Regions from separate parts of the Mus musculus genome. Here all the other regions are linked to region 3. Evidence: chromatin contacts called from public HiChIP or PLAC-seq data. All regions are on one chromosome and are shown on one strand. Each heading gives the region's core, a stretch centred on a gene start, on an enhancer-like site or on the middle of the called end of the contact. The rest is flanking DNA. Distances are from core to core; before and after follow the strand shown. Region 1 holds the start of Ddi2 (DNA-damage inducible protein 2). Region 2 holds the start of Plekhm2 (pleckstrin homology domain containing, family M (with RUN domain) member 2). Region 3 holds the start of Fam131c (family with sequence similarity 131, member C). Region 4 holds the start of Dnajc16 (DnaJ heat shock protein family (Hsp40) member C16). Region 5 holds the start of Efhd2 (EF hand domain containing 2). Region 6 holds the start of Crocc (ciliary rootlet coiled-coil, rootletin). Region 7 holds the start of Agmat (agmatine ureohydrolase (agmatinase)).

Region 1 (2,700 bases), core at 118-2,617, 360 kb before region 3:
ACGGAGCCAGGAGTGGAAATCCTTGTGCTTGTAGTGATCCTGCAGTCTCTGCTCCTGGATGATGGTGAAATGAACCAATTCAAGACAGATTAGCTCGTCGTAAATGCGGGTTTGTTGGGTTGGGAAGCTTCTGTCAGGAGGACGAATTCACTGGTCCCAAGGAAGGAGAGGAAGGAAGCCATATTAGTCGCCATGGGAAGGGAAAGGAGAAGAGGGAAAAGAAAGAAAGAAAGAAAGAAAGAAAGAAAGAAAGAAAGAAAGAAAGAAAGAGAGAAAGAGAGAAAGAAAGAAAGAGAATGGGGGTGGGGGGGAGAGAGAGACCAATGATATCATATATGATATGATATCTGTATTAAATGCAGAAGAGTCTCTGGGGGAAGGGCAGCTGAGTCCCTGCCAGGTAGGGACAGAGGGATGTCAGGAGAACCTTGAGCCTTTGATTTGTACAATGCATACCTCAGCCCCTAATCCAGGACTGGAAACCAAACACTCCTGAGTGCTGGGATTACAAATGTGGACCACCCTAGTGGGCCCGGGAGATGTTTTCGGATTTTTACCATTCTTGGTATCTACATCTTCTTATGAATTGAGTGGCCACTAAAATAACGACTGTTTCCCAAGTACTGTCTTTTTGTCCTGCTGAGGTTGAGCTTGGTCCTGGTAGGCAAGATGTCAACAAGGTATTTTATCTATACCATTAAAGTAAATTGTTCAGACTGGAACACTTATGATCCAGGCAGGCTTGGAATTTGCCAGCCTTCTGTTCACCCTCCTGAGTAGCTGGGATTACAGGTTTGCGCTACCAGTCCCAGTATACGGAGTAAATTCTAAACCGTACCCAGTAAACGTCCAGTGCTGGATGCAGTCTGAGAGTGAGTTAACTAAGAACTGTGCTGTGTGTGTGTGGCTGCCAGCGCAGCCATGCCAGCCCGCAGGCTGGGATGGGCCTCGAGCACAGCAAAGGATCTGGATTTTCGTCCTACATTCATTACCAAGTCGAAACCGAGTTAATATTACTGAAATGACAACTTCCATTACGAAAACTCTGTTTTAGAAAGATGTGCTTAATTTGTCTTTCAACCATTTTTATGCACACGCCATTCGCACAGTAGGTCCCCGTTGGATGACTAACTGGGACTGGGATCCTGGAATACTCCGGAGCTCAAGCATTAAATCGTGGGGTTCCCCCACCCCGCATCCCCATTCCTCCCTCCAGTCTCCCCAGCCCCGCCCTGCCCCACAGCCTAGCGTCGCGAAGGCTGCCGGCAGCCTGGCGCGCTTTACGGCCGTGGCGTTGCGACGGGGCGGGGCGCCGGGCGGGCGGCCCGCGAGCTTGACGGCAGCGGTGGGAGGCAGGCCGGCAGGCAGGCAGACGGCGTCGCAGGCGGGTGGCGGCGGCCGCGCTGGCTGCCGAGGGCGGGAGCGAGTGAGTCATTGCGCGCGTGTGAGGGAGGAAAGGAGCGAGCGAGCGAGCGAGCGAGCAGCCCGCGCCCGTCGCCCTCCCGCCGCTGCCGCCAGGTCTCCCCAGCCGCCGACTGCCTTCCGCCCAGCGCCCAGGCCGGGCCGAGTCGAGCCGGGTCGGGCCCGGGCCATGCTGCTCACCGTGTACTGTGTGCGGAGGGACCTCTCCGAGGTGACCTTTTCCCTCCAGGTCGACGCCGACTTCGAGCTGCACAACTTCCGCGCGCTGTGCGAGCTCGAGTCCGGCATCCCCGCCGCCGAGAGCCAGGTACGCCGGGGTGCGGCAGCGAGCGGGGGCCTCCGGCCGCTGTGGCCGGGGGCGGGGGGAGCTGGGGGCCGGCGGGGGCCGAGTCCTGCAGCCGCCCGTGGATGCACCCACTGCAGCTAGAGGGGCACGTGCGCGGGCGGGCAGCCCTCCCCACCTTCTGGCCTTCGGGAGCCTGGGTCCTCATCCGGGATCTCCTGACTTTCCGACCAGAAATACCAGTTTGGATCACTGGGAGAACGACGCCTGCCTGGGGTTCGCTTATTTGGACCGCTCCAATATGCGCAGTTTACTACCTGGGAGAATGCAGATTTGCGGTTGAAAGTGAGGGGAAAAAGTTTGAGACTCACTCTGCCATTGACGTCTCTGGAAATGCATACATTTTTGGTTAATTTATTATATATGTATACACACACACACATATATATATGTCATATATTAATTAAAGTAATGGTTAGGTTAACTCAGTCTGTCTGCTTCTCTCAGGCCAAAGCCCTCCTCCTTTCTGGGCCCAGTTTAGTTGGGTCAGTTCAAAGCTCAGTGCTTTCGAAGGATATTAGCTTGAAAATGGCCTACTGTCTGAAGACCCCCGAGGGATTCGGCGGCCAGGAGTTCAGCCTTCTCATGTTTTAACAAGAAAATATATTCTCAAAATGCTTTGGTGTCCTTAGTAGACTTCATCAAACAATAGGTGGACTATTTTGTAACCTTTGCACTAAATCCCTTAAGATTCTAACCAAAGTGGCCCCCGCTGGGTGTAGTCTAAACACCAGAAAATTATAGACAGCTCCCAAGGCCCCAGAATGTAAATCTTGATTTCCTTCTGCAATTATGAAATAGTTCCAAAAACTGTTGCCCAACGACTGCCTGTTCTGTCCTGACTTACGGTAAACTCTGCGTGTCAATATTGTGTTCAGAAGTACCATTCCTTCACACAATGTGAACTTTAGAACCTTGGCATGCAGCTCTTTCTG
Region 2 (2,700 bases), core at 41-2,540, 300 kb before region 3:
TAAAGTGTGCGCCGCCACTGCCCGGCTTAGTCACCTTCCTATTGCTATGATGAAACACCATGACCAAAGCTACTTGGGGGTGGAGGAGGGGTTTATTTGGCTTACATGTCCCGAATTACAGTCTACTGAGGGATGCTAAGTCAGGAAGTCAAACCAGGCAAGAACCTGGAGGCAGGAGCTGATGGCTTGTCTTCCCCTACGTTGCTCAGCCTGCTTCCTTATAGAACCCAGGACCACCAGTCCAGGGATGGCACCACAATGGGCTGTGTTCCCTCCCACCCCCCATCAATCACTAATTAAGAAAATGTCATACAGCCTTATCTTATGGAGGCGTTTTCTCAACTGAGTTTTTCTCCTCTCAGATGAACCTAGCTTGTGTCCCTGGTCGAGCTGACACAAAACTAGCCAAGACAGAGGGTGTGAGGGCCGATAGGGAAGAGGGCTTGTTTTGGAAGTAGAAGATACCTTGAGAACGGTGAATTGGAGTGTTGGAGAGGATGGAGGGCTGAGCTCTGGCATCAGGGCAACGTTGGGTGCTGGAGTGGCTCTAGGCGGTCCAAACCTCGGAACCCTGGGGTGTGCGTGGAGCAGTTGGAAAGGAATAGGTAGGTGTCTCTGCCAGGCCAAGCCTTGTCTCCAGAGTCTCTCGAGTATTCGGGTATATCTGGGGCCCCTTGTGGGCAAGGGTGAGGAATGTCAGGTTTGGAATGAGGGAGGGGCCCCGTCTGTCCTGGTCCTGAGTGGGGTCTTCAAGGAGTTGGCCGGGTCCTGGAAGGAGAGCCTTTGAATGTTACAGGGAAGGGAAGTGTGGGCAAGGAGAGAGGGAGCAATATCTAAGGAGCTGGGGCAGTTTTTAGGCCCGTGCAGGGCCTTGCTGCAAGGGGTTAGGGGAACGACAACACGGACAATACGGTATCTCAGAGGAGCTGGGAGGGGGCCCGGGGTCTGTGAGGTTCCCGGGGTCTTTGAGCAGGGTGGCTCTGGAGATCGGTGAGCTCCCAGGGTCTCATGAGGAGTTTGTGCAGGATTGGGAAGTGGGAGGCGAAGTCTTTGAGTCCCAGCGTGTTTGAGGTCCCGAGGCTCTGCGGTGCCGGATCTATGCGATTCTGGCTCTGTGAGGTCCTGGGTCTATGCGATCCGGGCTGTGTGAGTCCCCTAGGTCTGCAGGTCCCCGGGGCTCCGGATCTCTGAGCTCCCAGGTCTCCATCGCCCCGGGTCTCGGAGGAGGCGGGCCCGCCTGGTCGCCGCCGTCCCTCCCGGCCGGTGCTGGCGCCGCCCCGCCTGACATCAGTTCCTGCGGCCGCGCAGGGCCCGCGTCTCCTTCCCGGCTCGGCGCTCGGGAGGCGGCGGCGGCGGAGCGAGGCCCGGGCGAGGCGAGGCGAGGCGAGACGAGGGCGGCGGGCGCCGGGGCCCGCGGCCGGCACGACGGAGCCCCCGCACGGCCGGCGGCAGCGGTTGGCGGCGGCCCCGGGCTCCCGGCGTGGGAAGCGGCGGCGGGGCGGCGGCGGCAGCGCCATGGAGCCGCGGGAGGTGAAGGACCGAATCCTGGAGAACATCTCGCTGTCGGTGAAGAAGGTGAGCGGCCTCCTTCGGCCCCGACCCCCTCCCCGGTCCCCGTCGCTAGTCCCCCCCGGGTCGCCTCCATGACCGGGACCCCGGGCCACTGTCGTCCTGGCGACCCTGGGCCCTGCTGGAGAAGCAGGCGACTCCCGGGAGCGCCGCGGCCTCCGAGCTATTTTTAAAGAACAAAGTTGAGGTCAGCGTCCTCGGAGCTCCCCGGTGCCCGAATCGGCCTTGTCTTCCCGCGACTGGCCCGTGACACCTCGGGAAGGCTGCGGGTAGGACGGGGCAGGGAGAGCATCCTCGAGGAATCCACTGCATCTTCCCTCCCTCCCTCGGGGCAAAGGCCGAGAACCAGCACCTGCTGGTCACCCCAGCTGTGCCCTGCGACATTGCTTGGGGACCCACGGAATCCCCAAGTCGTCCTAACTCCAGGATGGCAGTTTAGAAAAAAGCGAGTTACAGAGCTCTGAGTGAGGACCTGAGGTGTCTAGGGTTGTAGTTTTGGAAGGTAAGCCGTGGGACGGTGACACTATGACACTTTGGGTTGGGGCTTGTTAGTATTGGTCATTGCCCCAATTCCTGGTAGGAATGACTACCTGTCAAGGGCACGCACAGGGGTGAGGAGACAGGCCAGCCTCAGAAGGCTGGGTGTGGTGATGCATCTCTGTCATCCAGCACACAGGAGGCTAAAGCAGAGTCCTGAGGTCCAAGCTAGCCTGGACTACATAGTGAAACCGAAAAATAGAGGAGTGGGGAAGATTGACTAGCCTGCCTTCATGCTTTTTCTGTGTGTGTGTGTGTGTGTGTGTGTGTAACTATACTTTAGGAGCTGTGTGTGTGTCCGTATGTAAATGGGAGAGTGGAGGTCAGAGGTCAACTTTTGAGAATTGATTCTCTCCTATCCTGTTAATTCCAGTACTCAAACTCAATGTGTAAGTTTTGGCAGCAATGCCTTCACCCACTGAAGCATTTCTCTGGCCCTCTTCTTTCTTGCTTTTCTTTTCTTTTCTTTTCTTTTCTTTTCTTTTCTTTTCTTTTCTTTTCTTTTCTTTTCTAACAGTCTCACTATACAGACAAGGCTAACCTCAAACTCTCCCTCCAGAGTGCTGGCCTTAAAGATGAGTACCACACCGCCTG
Region 3 (2,700 bases), core at 100-2,599:
CTTGCAAGACCTTGGGGCTGAGGTGAGTAGACTTGACCTCTGTACACTCTCACTCCTGGCCCCGCCCCCTGCTCCCACAGTGGGTAAGACTCCCAAGTGGGACAATGGCCCAACCTCTTTTTTTTTTTTTTTTTTTTTTTTGGTTTTTTGAGACAGGGTTTCTCTGTATAGCCCTGGCTGTCTTGGAACTCACTTTGTAGACCAGGCTGACCTCGAACTTAGAAATCCACCTGCCACTGCCTCCCAAGTGCTGGGATTAAAGGCGTGCACCACCACTCCCGGCATGACCCAACCTCTTTTGAGGTGTTTGCTTTTTTTTTGACACAGGCTCTCATGTAGCCCAGGTTGGCCTCAAATTCTCTATGCTGTGGATGCTGGCCTTGAGCTCTTGATCTTCCACTTTCTGAGTGCAGGCATGTCCCCATACTCCGCAACCTCTCCTAAAATATTACTCCAAATACAAATATTCCCTCCCCACAGCATCTATGAAAGATCCTATGCACACACACACACACCCATTTACAGACAGTGCTCTCCCCAAACCCCACAGATGAGGGACAGTCACTCCAGTTCTCTGGAATCACCTTGGAATGGCCAAGGTGCCAGGTGAGAGACAAAGGCCCAGGGGTTACTGGGAGCATCAGCTGTCCTCTGTCCTCTCCTGTCCCCTGAGCAGGGGTGGGGGTGGGGATGGAGTTAGGGATGAGGGTGGGGAAGAGGGAGCCTTGATAACCTGTTCATCCCTACTGACCCCTTCCTGCGTGGGGTGGGGGTAGGGTTCTGGGGCTAAAGACACAGGCACCCTGAGAGGAGAAATGGGATCCTGGCTTAAAAAGGCCTGCCGGCATCTTGAGCGGGAGCGAGGTCTTCCTGGAGCTCAGTGGCCCATAAGAGGACCAGAAAAAATAGGAAGGCTCCCTCCCCTCTCAGGCACACTGCAGGAGGCGTGTAGCTGCGGGGAAGAAAGCATGGCACCGGACCTTGCTTCATGCCACCTGCCGGGTGCCGAGTGGGGCGTGGGGTGCGGAGACCTCCGTCCCCTCTGCGCGCTGCTCGCCCCCCTCCCGAGCTCTGTCCCCGTGGGGCGCACCGTGTCCTCTGGGGCGCGGCTGATCCATGAAGGGCGGACACCCACCCTGGCTTCCCTGAGCGGAGCGCTGGTGCCCCCCCCCCCGCCCCCCGCTTCTCGCTGCGTCCCGGGCCGCCCTGTCCTCACCTCGCGACACACAGGATCCCATCACGGGGCGGCGGGGCTGGGCCACTGCGCCTGGGGTGCGGTGGGCGGCCGCGCGCTCATGTCTCCGTGGGCCGGGGCTGCGCGGCTCGCCCTCCTCTCGCTCCTAGTCCCCGCTGCCGCGTCCGGATCGCCTCGCGCCGCGCCCGCAGCTGCCAAGGCCGGGCGACACCGCGGCGGGCGGGGACCCGGGGAGCGCGGAGGGGGCGGGGCTGGGGTGCGCCCCGCCCCCTCTGTGCCAGTGTACCTGTTGTCGCTAACCAAAGTAAGGCAAACCAAAGTAACAGGACTCGGCCCTGTAAGGAAGACTTCTAGTTTCAAATCTGAGTAGCGCCTGCTTTCTGGAGCTCAAGGTCAGGGGAAAGGGCTGGGAAGGGGAATTCTGCAAAGATGAGCCTCATCCCACTGTGCACAATGAGCAAGATCGAGCTTTGTTTTGTTTTATTTTATTTTGTTTTATTTTATTTTATTGGCTTTTCGAGACAGGATTTCTCTGAATAGCCCTGGCTGTCCTGGAACTCAGTTTGTAGACCAGGCTGGCCTCGAGCTCAGAAGTATGCGTGCCTCTGCCTCCCAAGTGCTGGGATTAAAGGCGTGCACCACCACTGTCTGGCCCTGAGCTTTATTTTTAGTGTGTGTGTGAGAGAGAGAGAGAGGGATCAAAGTACACTTGGGGTGGCGGGTGGGGGGGGACGGGACTCTATTCTTTCTTTCCACTATGTGGGTCTCAGGGATCAAACTTGGTAACCAGACTTCCTGGTAAGTACCTTTAACCTGCCGAGCCATCTCGCCAGCCTCCAGGTCAGGGGTTTTTGATAGTCACCTGCTTATGGGAGGATGCTGGTCCAGGGAGGGAGTTCTGAGGGAGGACCAAGACACTGCATTAGTGGCCTCCTGGCTAGATAAGCGGTCTCATGCAAGAAGGTAGGCTACCTCCCAGGGCTCCTCTGGAGCAAGGAAGTATAGGCAAACCCTACCTAGGAACTTCTGTCATGGAATAGTGGAGGCTAATTGCTGGCACTTGTATGGCTGTTAGCGTGTGTGTGTGTGTGTGTGTGTGTGTGTGTGTGTGTGTGTGTGTGTGTTCCTCTTCTCACACATATGCACTGTGTGCATTCACATGCACTCATTTAGGATCCTGGAGAGAGTGGTCAGATGTGCTGTGACAAACCTTGCCAGGCCTGAAGCACCCTGTATCTGAGGTAAATGTCACCTCACCCCATCCTTGGACATTCCTGTTTCCAGACAGAGGAGTCAATGGGTCTGTTTACCAGCCCTGTATCACTAGAGACAGCCCTGGGGGATGAATATGGCTTAGAGCAAGGGTTTGAAGACCCTGTGCAGAGCAGAAGCCAGGCCTGCTGGGGCTGCCCAGGGCTGGGGACTCGAGCTATTGAGTAAAGTCAGAGTGGAGGTGGCCCCATGCTGTCTCTGGTGCTTTAAGACCTAGGTGTAAATGGAGACCT
Region 4 (2,700 bases), core at 77-2,576, 420 kb before region 3:
GGGGGGGGGGGGGGATGACGATGATAGGCTTTAGCTTCATTTTTTATTTATTTTGCAACTAACTATTCAAATATTTACTGGCAGCTTGTACAAACCAAGGTCTGTGCAGACAGTGATACAATGCTGAACAAGAAAAGTGTGAGACTCTACCTGCAGGAGCTTACCTGAAAGAGCTCTACCTGAAAGAGCCCAAAGAACAACGATATACACTAAATGTATAGAAGAGAGAGCCAGGCATGGTAGTGCAGACTTTTAATCCCGGCACTCTTTGAGGAGGCAGAGGCAGGCAGATCTCCTGAGTTTGAGACCACCCTGATTCACCTAGTAAGTTCCAGGCCAGCGAGGATTACACGGTGAGACCCTGTCTCAAAAGCAAACAACAAAAACAGCATGCTAGGTAAGTGTTTTAGAAACCGATTACATAAGAACTCACTCAACACGAGGCATGGAATAGAAAATACATCAAGAGCCCTTGGTCACGGGCGCAAAAAAAAAAAAAAAAAATGTCAGCCTTATTCACCACGCCCTCTTCCCTCGGTTCTTTTGTTTGTTTGTTTGTTTGTTTGTTTGCTTGTTTGTTTGTTTTTTCAAGACAGGGTTTCTCTGTACAGTCCTGGCTGTCCTGGAACTCACTTTGTAGACCAGGCTGGCCTCGAACTCAAATATCCACCTGCCTCTGCCTCCCAAGTGCTGGGATTAAAGGCGTGCGCAACCACGCCCGTCTTTCCCTCAGTTCTTGTCCAAATTCCAGTCTAGAACATCCTTGGGTTGATGTACTGAATTTGGAGCCTTGGATTCTAAGCTTCGGGCAAGTCTTTGGCCCTCTCCGAACTTCAGTATATGAAGAGGTTGAACTAGGAAGAATCCCTAAGGTCGCCTCAAACGCTGACGCTCTAGGATTCTATGAATAGGGTCAAAGTGAACTGGGACCAGCGACTGCGTCCCCGTCCTAGCAACAGTTGCTAGATGTGGGCCATCTTCTGGCAACCAGTGGAAACCCCTCCCCGGTTCCGGGAGGTCTTCCTGGTATCCCGTGATGCATAGCGACTCCGCCTCGCTAGAAGGCACGTTCTGGCCTCGCTAGTCAAGAGCAAGCTTTCAGACCCAGCCAGAGAGCGCTCTCCGTTCCTATAGCAACTGCGCCAGATCCAGGTGCCTACGGTGACCGTCAAGGCCAAAATAGGTTCATCGCGTGTGCGGCCTAAACCGGTCTGTGCGCGCGTCGCAGGCGTGGGGTCTTTAAGTGACACGTGACTGCCCCGGGCCTGGGCCCCGCCTCCTTCCCCTCCCCAGGTTCTCTGGTGTGGACTGGAAGCGCCGGCCCCGGCGGATTCACTGGAGCACGGACGCTGCGGCCGGTTGGGCCGGTGCCCTTTCCCGGTAACTCCTTCCCGGCTTGACGCGCGAGCGTGGCGGGGCCTTGCAAGCTGGGGGATCTCCCGTCAGATCCTCCGCGTCCTCAGCCCGCGCTGGGCCCCGGGGGGCCCCGGGAGCCGACAGGAACCGGGGCGGCGGGGGAGGGGGCCGCCTCCCGGAAGGTCGTAACCCGGGCGGGCGCCCGAGTCGGGACTTGGTCCTGCGGAGCGTCTGGGGAGCCTCCGCCGCCTGCGCTTGGGGACGCCGAGGGCTACCTGTTGGCCAGCGCGTCCCCAATCCTGTGGCCGGCCCCCTGGAGCTGGAGAACGTCAGCCAAAAATTGTCCCCACCTCACCCACTCCCGCAGCAGACACTTCACCCACCCTGCCTGTGGATTCTGCTTAGTAAACCCCTTACCCACTTTACTGTACCCCATCCCCATAAAGATCCTGCTAGGTGCTGGTGTTCAGTCACACCCTATCAGCAAGAACACAGGTTTAGGTCCTAGAATGGTGGTGGACAGCCCCCCACCCCCGCAATCTGATCCCCAATCTGGGTGAGTTTAGCCAGTACCTCAGAACAGGCTGTCTTAAAAGAGAAACAGGAACTGGCTTGCTTGTGGATTTTACTTAGCATGTGTGCAGTTCTAAACAGTGGTCAACTGTTTATAAAGACTCCCAAGCAGGGTTTATGGCTTGCACTTGTCAAAATCCACCCCCCCTGAGTAAGGTGTCAGCCACTGAACCTTACTAAACACTGTGAGGTCAAGATAAATGGACCCATGAAACCAGCATATGGTATAAAAGATCACAGCCCCCTGTGTGAGTGTGTGTATCTCCAGGTCCACGCTATCTCCTTATCAACCAGCCAGGATTATTCCAAAACCCACACTGAGTTCTACCCCTCAGCTGAGTTGTAGTTTAAAACATTTTAAAGCCGTGCCTATTCTTCTAGTCTTTCCTGTTCTCTTTAGATAAGAAACTGGATTCTTAATAATAGCAGACTTCTGAATATTAATGCACAGTTATTTTAAGGTGTTTTACTTTCATGTCTATTTAGTGTCCAGAAATGCCACAATGATCCTAGAATGTAATTTAGTACATGAGAAATCATGATGAGTTTGTGAGCTAATTTGACCCGTTCTCAGCTACTCTGAAGCCAATTATTTTAAGTTTATTGTTATGATAGATGAAATGGTGCATTTGAGATATCCTCTCCTGGATATCCTAGATATATTCTCAGAGTCACCACTTGTTTCAGAGCATTCATTTCCAGTAATTTTAAAAGGACTTTTCTAATCTATTAATCTATTATGACTTGTCTTTTTTTTTTTAATTCATAATA
Region 5 (2,700 bases), core at 129-2,628, 510 kb before region 3:
TTGAAGGTTTAAGAGTTTGTTACCGCCGGACAGTGCACGCCTTTAATCCCAGCACTTGGGAGGCAGAAGCTGGCGGATTTCTTGAGTTCGAGGTCAGCCTGGTCTACAGAGTGAGTTCCAGGACAGCCAGGGCTACACAGAGAAACCCTGTCTCAAAAAACAAAACCCCCAAAAGAAAAACAAACAAACAAACAGAGTTTGTTATCTGTCTATCTATTATCTATCATCTATCAAGGAGGGAGTCTTACTATAGAGCCCTGGCTATCCTGGATGTAGACCAGGCTGACTGAACTCAGAGACTGGCCAGAGATTTACTTTAGTTTTAAGTCTGTGTGTGTGGGGGAGGGGTATATATGCTCATGAGTGCAGATGCATAAGCAGGCCAGAAGAGGGTCTAGGATCCCTGGTGCTGGAGTTACAGGCCTTTCGTGACTTGCCCCTCTCTACCCGGACCCTACACGGATGCTAGGATGTCAGTCCTCCACAAGAGCAATAACCACTCTTAATAACTGAGCCTTCTCTTCAGACCAGCTTTGCTGTTCTTGAAGTGACAGACTAGATGACAGAGACAAATTCTCTCTGAGCTCCTCCTTTCCAGCTCCCCCCATTCCTGACGCTTTGGGGAGGAGGTCACCCCTCTGGGATCCCCATCAAAGAGGCAACATGGAGATCTCTCTGAAATCCCTCTGAGGTGGAGAGTCCCAGGCATCCGCCGGATCAGGCAGCTATTGTGCTGAATCATCGTGTAACAGGACGACCCCCTTCCCCTTTCCCAGTTCTTTGGGGACCTTGAGAACTGGTAGGGTGCCATCTCCCTCATAGCAGCTACCCCACTTTTGAATGACGCCAGTCATGATAGCCCTGGAGACAGTCTCAACTGGGCTCCAGTGCTAGGGTCCACCTTCTTCAGATTCCTGCCACCTTATCAAGAACGCCCAGCGGTTCACTACCAGTGGTCTCCATGGCAACCGACAGGGTGTCAGAGACACAAACCCCTTTCAGAGAACGGGTTGAGAGCCGCGCCCCTCTCCAGTCCCTGAACACACAGCCACCTCCTGCGAGCGGACCCTCTTCCCTCCCGAAGGGTTGGGACACCCCCTTCCCAGGTTCCTTCCAGAGGGCTCCTGGGACTCAGCGTCACCCAGAGGTCATCAGAGAGAAGTTGATGGTTTTTCACTGTGGGGGAGGGAGGGGAACGATGATGAGGAGCTGGGGAGCGGAATGCACTTGACCCCCCTACCCCCCTCCGGGGATAGAGAAGGACCCGGCACGCGGCAAAGGCGGCGGGAGCCAGCCCGGGGGCGGGCGGTCCCCTAAGTCCCACCTTCAGGGCGGCGCCTGGCGGCGGGGAGTGTCAGGAAGAGGAAGAGCGCGGCCGGGAGCGCGGCGCAGAGCAGGGGCCCGGCCGAGGCAGCGCTGCGCGGGCCACCATGGCCACGGACGAGTTGGCCAGCAAGCTGAGCCGGAGGCTGCAGATGGAGGGCGAAGGCGGCGAGGCGACGGAGCAGCCGGGGCTCAACGGGGCGGCGGCGGCGGCGGCGGCCGAGGCTCCCGACGAGACTGCCCAGGCGTTGGGCAGCGCGGACGACGAGCTGAGCGCCAAGCTGCTGCGGCGCGCGGACCTCAACCAGGGCATCGGCGAGCCACAGTCGCCCAGCCGCCGCGTCTTCAACCCCTACACCGAGTTCAAGGAGTTCTCCAGGAAGCAGATCAAAGACATGGAGAAGATGTTCAAGCAGTAAGTGCCCCTGCACCCGGTTCCCCACCACCCTAGACCCGGCCTCGGGCCCTAACCTCCCGTATCCCCAATTAGATTCCCCCAGAACCCCGTCTCACCAGGGTGGGGAACTCTGCTGCTTTTCTAAAGAGCCACGAGGCTTCCAGACCCACCACCCCAGCACGCAAGTGGATCTGGGGAGCTCCCGTTCCTGACATGTGACCCCTCCTCCTGGTGATACTGCCCTCGGAATAGCCCACGCGGATTGGGGGCTCCCTGAGGTTCCTTCCAGATAATCGCAGGTCCCCAGCGAGTCACTACCACCACACAGGGTACCGACCTCCTTCCCACTGTTAATGTTACTGCACCCACCACCCTACACCCAAACATATCGAGAAAGGGAGAAAGGGCCGGTGGCTTCCCTTCCGCTCCGTCCTAACTACTGGACTCCCTACCCCCACCGCAATAAGGCAACCCTACTGCCTCTTAAGGGGACATTCCCCCCGGCACCCATGCCAGACTTGTGCCTTTTACTGGGTCCTTTAATTTCTTCTGCTTAGTTATGGACTCTCTCCTACTAGGTTGGGTCCACAACCCCCTCCCCCCAACACACACACACACACACACACACACACACACACACCCTCAGCTATACTATGTTTACTTACTGTGGGTGAAAACTCTTCAGGCCTTTCCATTCCCGCCCACCCTGTTGACCAGGTTCCATTTCCTTAACACTGTGCGGTCTTGCTAGGGAAGGGCTCCTCTGTCCCTGTCCCCCAGTCTACAAACATGTAACTCCCCTATCATCAGGACAGAGTCCCCTGGGACTTAGCCCCTCTTCATACACTGTGAGTCCACCTTCCTCCCCTCCCTCCCTTCTCCCCCATTACCCCGCCCCCCCACCTCGAACCCCTTCACTCCGTGGTTGTGCAGTGGTGACTCCCCTGCCCTTTATCAGAAGGCAGCCCTCTTCCCCAGTG
Region 6 (2,700 bases), core at 106-2,605, 310 kb after region 3:
GTACTCTCTTCAGCTTGTGTCTGTACAACTCTCCCGGTAAAACGTCCTCTCTCCCCTTCTCTCTCTGCGCTGCTCTCTTTGGTAGCCTCCAGACCTCCATAGCAGCTTGGGGGCGCCTACCTTCTTGTCCAGGTGTACATTGGAAACATATGCAGTACGGATTCCTTAGTTGGGAAGAAGCGATCCAGTCTGGACTAAAGTGTGTGTATGCAGCGCCTACCGCATCCTTCTCTCTGACTTGGATACCGCAGCAGGTCTTGAAGACCAAGGGGCCTGGCTTTGCCCTTTAGGCATTTTGGGGAGTCTGCTTGGTCTAAGGGGAGGTGAGCTTCAGGCTTACACTTCTTCATAGTGTGTCACCTTGAATAGGTGAGTCCTCCACCCCTCTGAGCCTTGTTTTGCTCATCCGGAAATAGGCTGATAGGAGGACTAGATGAATTTGACACACCCTAGAACTCAGGAACCTGGAGAGTAGAAACCAGCAGGTAAGTGCTAAAGTGAGCTGCTATGAGCTTAGCCTTGCCCTGTGTGTTTCTGAACCCCTCCCTGCTTTCAGCACCCTTCAGTTCCCTCAAAGACCCTACTCTCGTTTACAGATAGGGAAACTGAGGCCAGGAGAGGTAATTTATCCAGGACCATACTGCTAACACATGGCAGGCCATCGACTCCGGGTCCTTACCATTGTGCCACACAGCCTCCTTGCTTCTGGGAGGGAAACTGCTCTCAGACTTTGGGGGCCCAGGGACTGTGCACGTTGAGTTTTCTCCTGAGTGAAGACAATGTTTACCCAGTGTTCCCTGGGTGAACTGGCACCCAGTTATGTGCTGTGGACGGGCAGATGCTTTGCTCCCAGGAGCTCAATGGTGCCAGCTCTGACACAGGAGGATGCTGGGACACAGCCGGGGGCGGGGCTTGGACCGGCTCAGTTCCTAGTCTTGTCTGAGCGCCTGCTTTCTTTGCTTCCAACCTGTAGTGCACAAGCATCTCCCTGCCTAGCAGCAGGCTGTAAATAGGTTCTGAGCAGACCACGTGAGCTCGCCCGTTCCGGGTCAGAGAAGATGCTCTGTGAGCTAGGGACTCTGGCCTCGGGCAGCCGGGCTTGTAAGGCTGCAGTGCCCACAGACTGGGGAGGGAGGAGGGAGTGGGGAACACTGTTCCCTACCATTCATGGTCTCCTCCCTGAGTGCTGTCTGGGCCCTCCCTCCTCATGCACCTCTGATTCCTGCTGCTCTTCCCCTCCTCTCCCTTCTGAGTCCCTCCCCACCCCCTGCGTAGTCACGTGGGGGCACCATCGGATTTAAGCTTAATCTGCCGGGCTGCTCAGCCCAGCAGCCTGGCATTGGTGTGTTAGTGCGTTGGTGCATGTAGCTGAGACGCTCTTCGACCTCTGTACTTTGAGGAGGGGGGCTGTGGAGTGCCCACAGACCCCCCTCTCCATGAGCCTGGGGCTGGCAGGATCTCTGCAGGCTCAGCTGGCACTGGAGATTGTGATCCAGGTGGGTCCGGAGGGCCGGGCCGTGTCCACCCTGTCCAGGGGCAGAGCAGGGCAGAAGAACCGACCTTGTAGTAGTGGTGAGAGGTGGTGAGTGGAGGGAAGTGTGGGGAAGTGTGCGAGGGTTGCAGTTTGCAGGTCAGGGGGCCACACAGGCCAGTGCTGGGACTCCTTAATCTCAGTGCACAGTAGTGGGGGAAGGGCCCCTCGTGGACTTTAGGGATTACTGGCCTCTGGCACAGCAAGATCCTCCTACCTTCTCTGCCCTTCAGGTCCTGCTGGGGCCCAGCGCTAGGAGAGACACTGAGCAGGCGCTCTCTGCAGTTTACCCTTGTTTCCTAGTTTCTCTAGGACTTGGGCCACAGGATTTGCCCAACTCTCAGGCCAGGAAGTCAGGGGTCTAGGATCCCTGAAAACTCTCTCTTCTCACAGTCTCTGGAGAACTGTGTTCTGGGACCAAACCAAGAGAAGAGCCTGAGTGTGCAGAACCGGGTCCAGGACTTCCAGGGAGCCAGCCTGCTTGTCTGCGCCAGGGAGGTCATCGCCAGCAACCTCTCCCGGCCTGAGACCCCAGGTACCACCTCCCTACCCTGTCCAGGTCCTTCTCCCTTCTCAGCAGCAGGGACACAGATGGTGCTGCTGTGTAGTGTAGTGCTGTGTGTGTGTGTGTGTGTGTCGGTAAGCGTGCACACACGTGCGCGAATACATGTATGTTGTAATGTGTGGCTCATACACACGTGTGTACAGGTACATTTCCTGTGAGCACGAGGATGACAAAGAAGTGCTCTGGTGTTCTCCACCGCTTCCCTTACCTCAGGATCTCGCACAGCTTGGAGCTAGGCTGCCAGCCAGCAAGTCCTACTGATTTTCTCGGCTCTTTGCCAAGTCGCTTTTGGGTTACAGGTGCCCGAGGGGCCATGCCCAGCTTTGTACATGGGTGCTGGGATTTGAACTTAGATACTCATGCTTGTGTGTAGCAAGTGCCCTAATGTGCTGATCCACGTGCTCAGCCCCAGACCCTACTCCTTGAATGCACATAGGGAGACAGGCACAGCTCTGTGATGAAGGAGCCTCCAGAGCCTGAGATGCAATTATTTTATTTACTCCCCATGTGGCACAGCTTTAAGAGAGGGCGGGGCTAGCCCTTTCCACTCATTGCTTCAGATTTGAACACCAGATACTGAATTTTCTACCGGAGATGGTGTGAG
Region 7 (2,700 bases), core at 69-2,568, 380 kb before region 3:
CTGGAGTTACCAGCATGTATGACCACAGCAGGCTAACAGTGTTTCTGATCATGACCCAGTGCAACCCTGTCTTGAAAAAAATATATTTTTAGAGTACCAGCCGGTGACACAGACTCTACATTGTTCTTTGCCTGTTTGTGTTTTTACTGCTGGAGATCAAACCCAGGGCTCCTGGAAAGCTGAGTAGGAGTTCTGTCCTTCCATCCGCAGATTCACGGGCCTGCCCACCACCACTTTATTAGAAGACATTAGATAACTCCTTAATCTCTGTTTCTGTTTCCTGGTCTTTAGAATAATGATGTTCTTTATTTCACGGTGTGGTTGTAAAAATTAAACGAGGTCATCTTTGCAAAATGTCCTGAGTTCCTTGACATTTAATAAAATGACAGCTTTTAAAATTCAGCCCCATGCAGTCAGATGTAATGGGCCAAAGCAGTAACTGCTGATGCTTGCTAATTAAGATAATAGATTTTATGTCTCTTTGACTTTGAGAGCTAGACGTTTGGGGAACAACCAACTTCTGTCCTCAAACCAGTGTTCCCTGGGACGTGACTAGGGTAGTATGCGTGCACACCTAGCATCCCAGGGAGGCTGCGGGTCCTAGAAACTCTCCTGGCTTGCTAATGCAGCCCAGGTTGGTGTTTCTGAGCTGCCTCGGTTTCCTGGGGTTACCAGAGTGCACAGAAGCCATTCTGGACCACTAAGGACCCTGAGATATCATGACTGGCCCTCCAATCCCGGGCTCAGCCCTGGGAGTTGCTTGTTGAGGGAGGAGAGAAATCAGTTTCTCCAACGCCCTCCCTGATTCCAAAAAAGACCTGGGTAAAAAGGTGCTCGCCCGCCCCGTGTGCCTTCTGCCACGTGTCCCCAGCCCAGGTGCCTTTCTGCCTTACCTTGCCCCGGGCCGGTTGGAAGTCCCAGTATCCAGAGGCACACCGATGAAAGCAGCGTCCAGCCCCTCGGGGGAGGACTGCAGGGGCAGGCGCATCATGGAACAGACACCCACCCCCACCGGCTGTACCGGTGACTCAGAGCTGGGGGACTGGTGGTGTGGGGTATCTGAGGCACCTGAAGCCTGGCGGATCCCAGGGCACCCAGGACGAAAGAGCCCCGCTGAGGGACGCCAAGTGGCCACCCCAGACCCCAAGCCGCGGGCCCAGCTGGACCTCAGCAGCCTCAGCATGCCGCCTATTGAGGAGCCCAACCAGGACAGTGTGCCAGCCCTCAGTTGCAGCGTTCAAAGGGCAGGGACACACTGGGATCAAAGAGGCTGAGAGGGCCCCAAAGCCCCAAGGGTTTCTCCACCTGCCCAGATCTGGACTTCAGCCCCTGGATGGTCAATGAGCCAAGTCGAGGCTCCCCATTCATGCCCACCTGCCCCACCCCAGGTTTGTCATTGCAAGGACCCCCGCCCCCCAACACCTGGCCTTTGGCTGTCCTATTCAGAGTGATTTTAGTTTGCTTTGTATGTTGTTGTTGTTGTGTTGTTTTGGTTTCATTCCTTAGCCCAGGCTGATCCAGAACTTATGCAGCCCAGGTTGGCTTTCAACTGTCTCTACCTCTCATATCCTGGGATTACACAATTATATATATATATATATATATATATATATATATATATATATATATATATATTGTATAATTTTGTGTATATATACAAAATAATATTTTGTATTTATATAAATACTATATATATACATTACACATATACATATATACATATACATCATATACATACACACACACACACATATACATATACATATACATATGGTTAAGAAATGTCTTGAGGTCTACAGAGACGTTTCAGAAGGAAAGAGCCGGTGCTGTCTTGCAGAGCAGCCTGGTTTGGTTCTTGCCTCCCGCATCATCCAGAGGCTGACAGTTACCTGTAACTCCAGATTCCATTGGCTCCCTTCTGGAGCTCTAAGGCAGCCGCATGCACATGCACACACAAGAACAAATGCACACACACAAGAACATGCACACACATAAGAACATGCACACACACAAGAACAAATACATAAATACAAGATGAGAAGAAAAGACAAAAGAAATGTTTGGGGTTGGGAATTCTCAGGAAACAGTAGTCTTTTCTCTCTTTCTTTCTTTCTTTCTTTCTTTCTTTCTTTCTTTCTTTCTTTCTTTTTTTCTGTTTTTCGAGACAGGGTTTCTCTGTGTAGCCCTGGCTTTCTTGGAACTCACTCTGTAGACCAGGCTGGCCTCAAACTCAGAAATCCACCTGCCTCTGCCTCCCTAGTGCTGGGATTAAAGGCATGTGTGAGCCACCACTGCCTGTTGTGACATCCTAGTTTGTTTTTTTTTTTTTTTAAACTTTGTAATGCATTACAAAGACTTTAATATGGAGCTATAGAGAAAGGCAAAGCACCAGCAAGCCTGCTAAGGAGTCATTCTCTCCTTAATTCTAAGGAAAGAAAGAAATCGCGCAGGGGGTGTGAGGGTAAGATGGCTCAGCTGGTGAAGGCATCAGCTAGCAAGCTGAACAAACTGAGATTAATCGAGAGCTGACTCCTAACAGTTGTCCTCTGACTGCCACAGTAGTGTCCTGCACACATGCGCACACACACACAAAATAAATGTGGAAGAAAAAAAAAACACAAACAGGTGTTACGTATGTGACACTTGGTATTTTGTTTAAGTAAATCAATAAGAACTGGGTGAGCTGGGCAGTGGTGGCAC

Evidence for each region. HiChIP or PLAC-seq counts read pairs in DNA pulled down with a chosen protein or histone mark.
Region 1: a contact with region 3 is called in an HNF4G HiChIP or PLAC-seq map of pancreatic cancer cells. The contact joins the promoter of Ddi2 here to the promoter of Fam131c in region 3. A contact is called at or near these places in 1 of 39 promoter capture datasets (second pharyngeal arch cranial neural crest) and 1 of 115 datasets of contacts at active chromatin or transcription factors (pancreatic cancer cells).
Region 2: a contact with region 3 is called in an H3K4me3 HiChIP or PLAC-seq map of embryonic hindbrain, with 3 times the contacts expected there. The contact joins the promoter of Plekhm2 here to the promoter of Fam131c in region 3. A contact is called at or near these places in 1 of 39 promoter capture datasets (liver), 1 of 115 datasets of contacts at active chromatin or transcription factors (embryonic hindbrain) and 1 of 9 other capture datasets (adipose tissue).
Region 4: an HNF4G HiChIP or PLAC-seq map of pancreatic cancer cells shows a contact between it and region 3. The contact joins the promoter of Dnajc16 here to the promoter of Fam131c in region 3. A contact is called at or near these places in 3 of 115 datasets of contacts at active chromatin or transcription factors (astrocytes, epiblast stem cells and pancreatic cancer cells).
Region 5: a contact with region 3 is called in an H3K4me3 HiChIP or PLAC-seq map of embryonic stem cells, with 2.8 times the contacts expected there. The contact joins the promoter of Efhd2 here to the promoter of Fam131c in region 3. A contact is called at or near these places in 2 of 39 promoter capture datasets (embryonic stem cells and pre-B cells), 1 of 484 Hi-C or Micro-C datasets (embryonic stem cells), 5 of 115 datasets of contacts at active chromatin or transcription factors (bone marrow-derived dendritic cells, embryonic stem cells, forebrain and 2 more) and 1 of 9 other capture datasets (embryonic stem cells).
Region 6: a contact with region 3 is called in an H3K4me3 HiChIP or PLAC-seq map of embryonic stem cells, with 11 read pairs. The contact joins the promoter of Crocc here to the promoter of Fam131c in region 3. A contact is called at or near these places in 1 of 115 datasets of contacts at active chromatin or transcription factors (embryonic stem cells) and 1 of 9 other capture datasets (adipose tissue).
Region 7: a contact with region 3 is called in an H3K4me3 HiChIP or PLAC-seq map of embryonic stem cells, with 9 read pairs. The contact joins the promoter of Agmat here to the promoter of Fam131c in region 3. A contact is called at or near these places in 3 of 39 promoter capture datasets (liver, neural stem cells and stem cell-derived epiblast-like cells) and 2 of 115 datasets of contacts at active chromatin or transcription factors (astrocytes and embryonic stem cells).

Annotation. Positions count from the first base shown.
Region 1 is chr4:141,722,086-141,724,785 of GRCm38.p6, reverse strand. Ddi2 (DNA-damage inducible protein 2) reads left to right here and starts at 1,367. Exons shown (of 10, transcript NM_001017966.2): 1 at 1,367-1,729. The coding sequence starts at 1,592.
Region 2 is chr4:141,662,736-141,665,435 of GRCm38.p6, reverse strand. It overlaps Plekhm2 (pleckstrin homology domain containing, family M (with RUN domain) member 2), which reads left to right and starts at 1,290. Exons shown (of 20, transcript NM_001033150.2): 1 at 1,290-1,575. The coding sequence starts at 1,516.
Region 3 is chr4:141,366,841-141,369,540 of GRCm38.p6, reverse strand. It overlaps Fam131c (family with sequence similarity 131, member C), which reads right to left and starts at 1,349. Exons shown (of 7, transcript NM_001085513.2): 1 at 1,217-1,349. The coding sequence starts at 1,238.
Region 4 is chr4:141,789,270-141,791,969 of GRCm38.p6, reverse strand. It overlaps Dnajc16 (DnaJ heat shock protein family (Hsp40) member C16), which reads left to right and starts at 1,326. Exons shown (of 15, transcript NM_172338.2): 1 at 1,326-1,380.
Region 5 is chr4:141,873,598-141,876,297 of GRCm38.p6, reverse strand. It overlaps Efhd2 (EF hand domain containing 2), which reads left to right and starts at 1,378. Exons shown (of 4, transcript NM_025994.3): 1 at 1,378-1,738. The coding sequence starts at 1,431.
Region 6 is chr4:141,052,316-141,055,015 of GRCm38.p6, reverse strand. Crocc (ciliary rootlet coiled-coil, rootletin) reads left to right here and starts at 1,355. Exons shown (of 37, transcript NM_172122.2): 1 at 1,355-1,496; 2 at 1,925-2,066. The coding sequence starts at 1,437.
Region 7 is chr4:141,745,293-141,747,992 of GRCm38.p6, reverse strand. It overlaps Agmat (agmatine ureohydrolase (agmatinase)), which reads right to left and starts at 1,318. Exons shown (of 7, transcript NM_001081408.1): 1 at 894-1,318. The coding sequence starts at 1,183.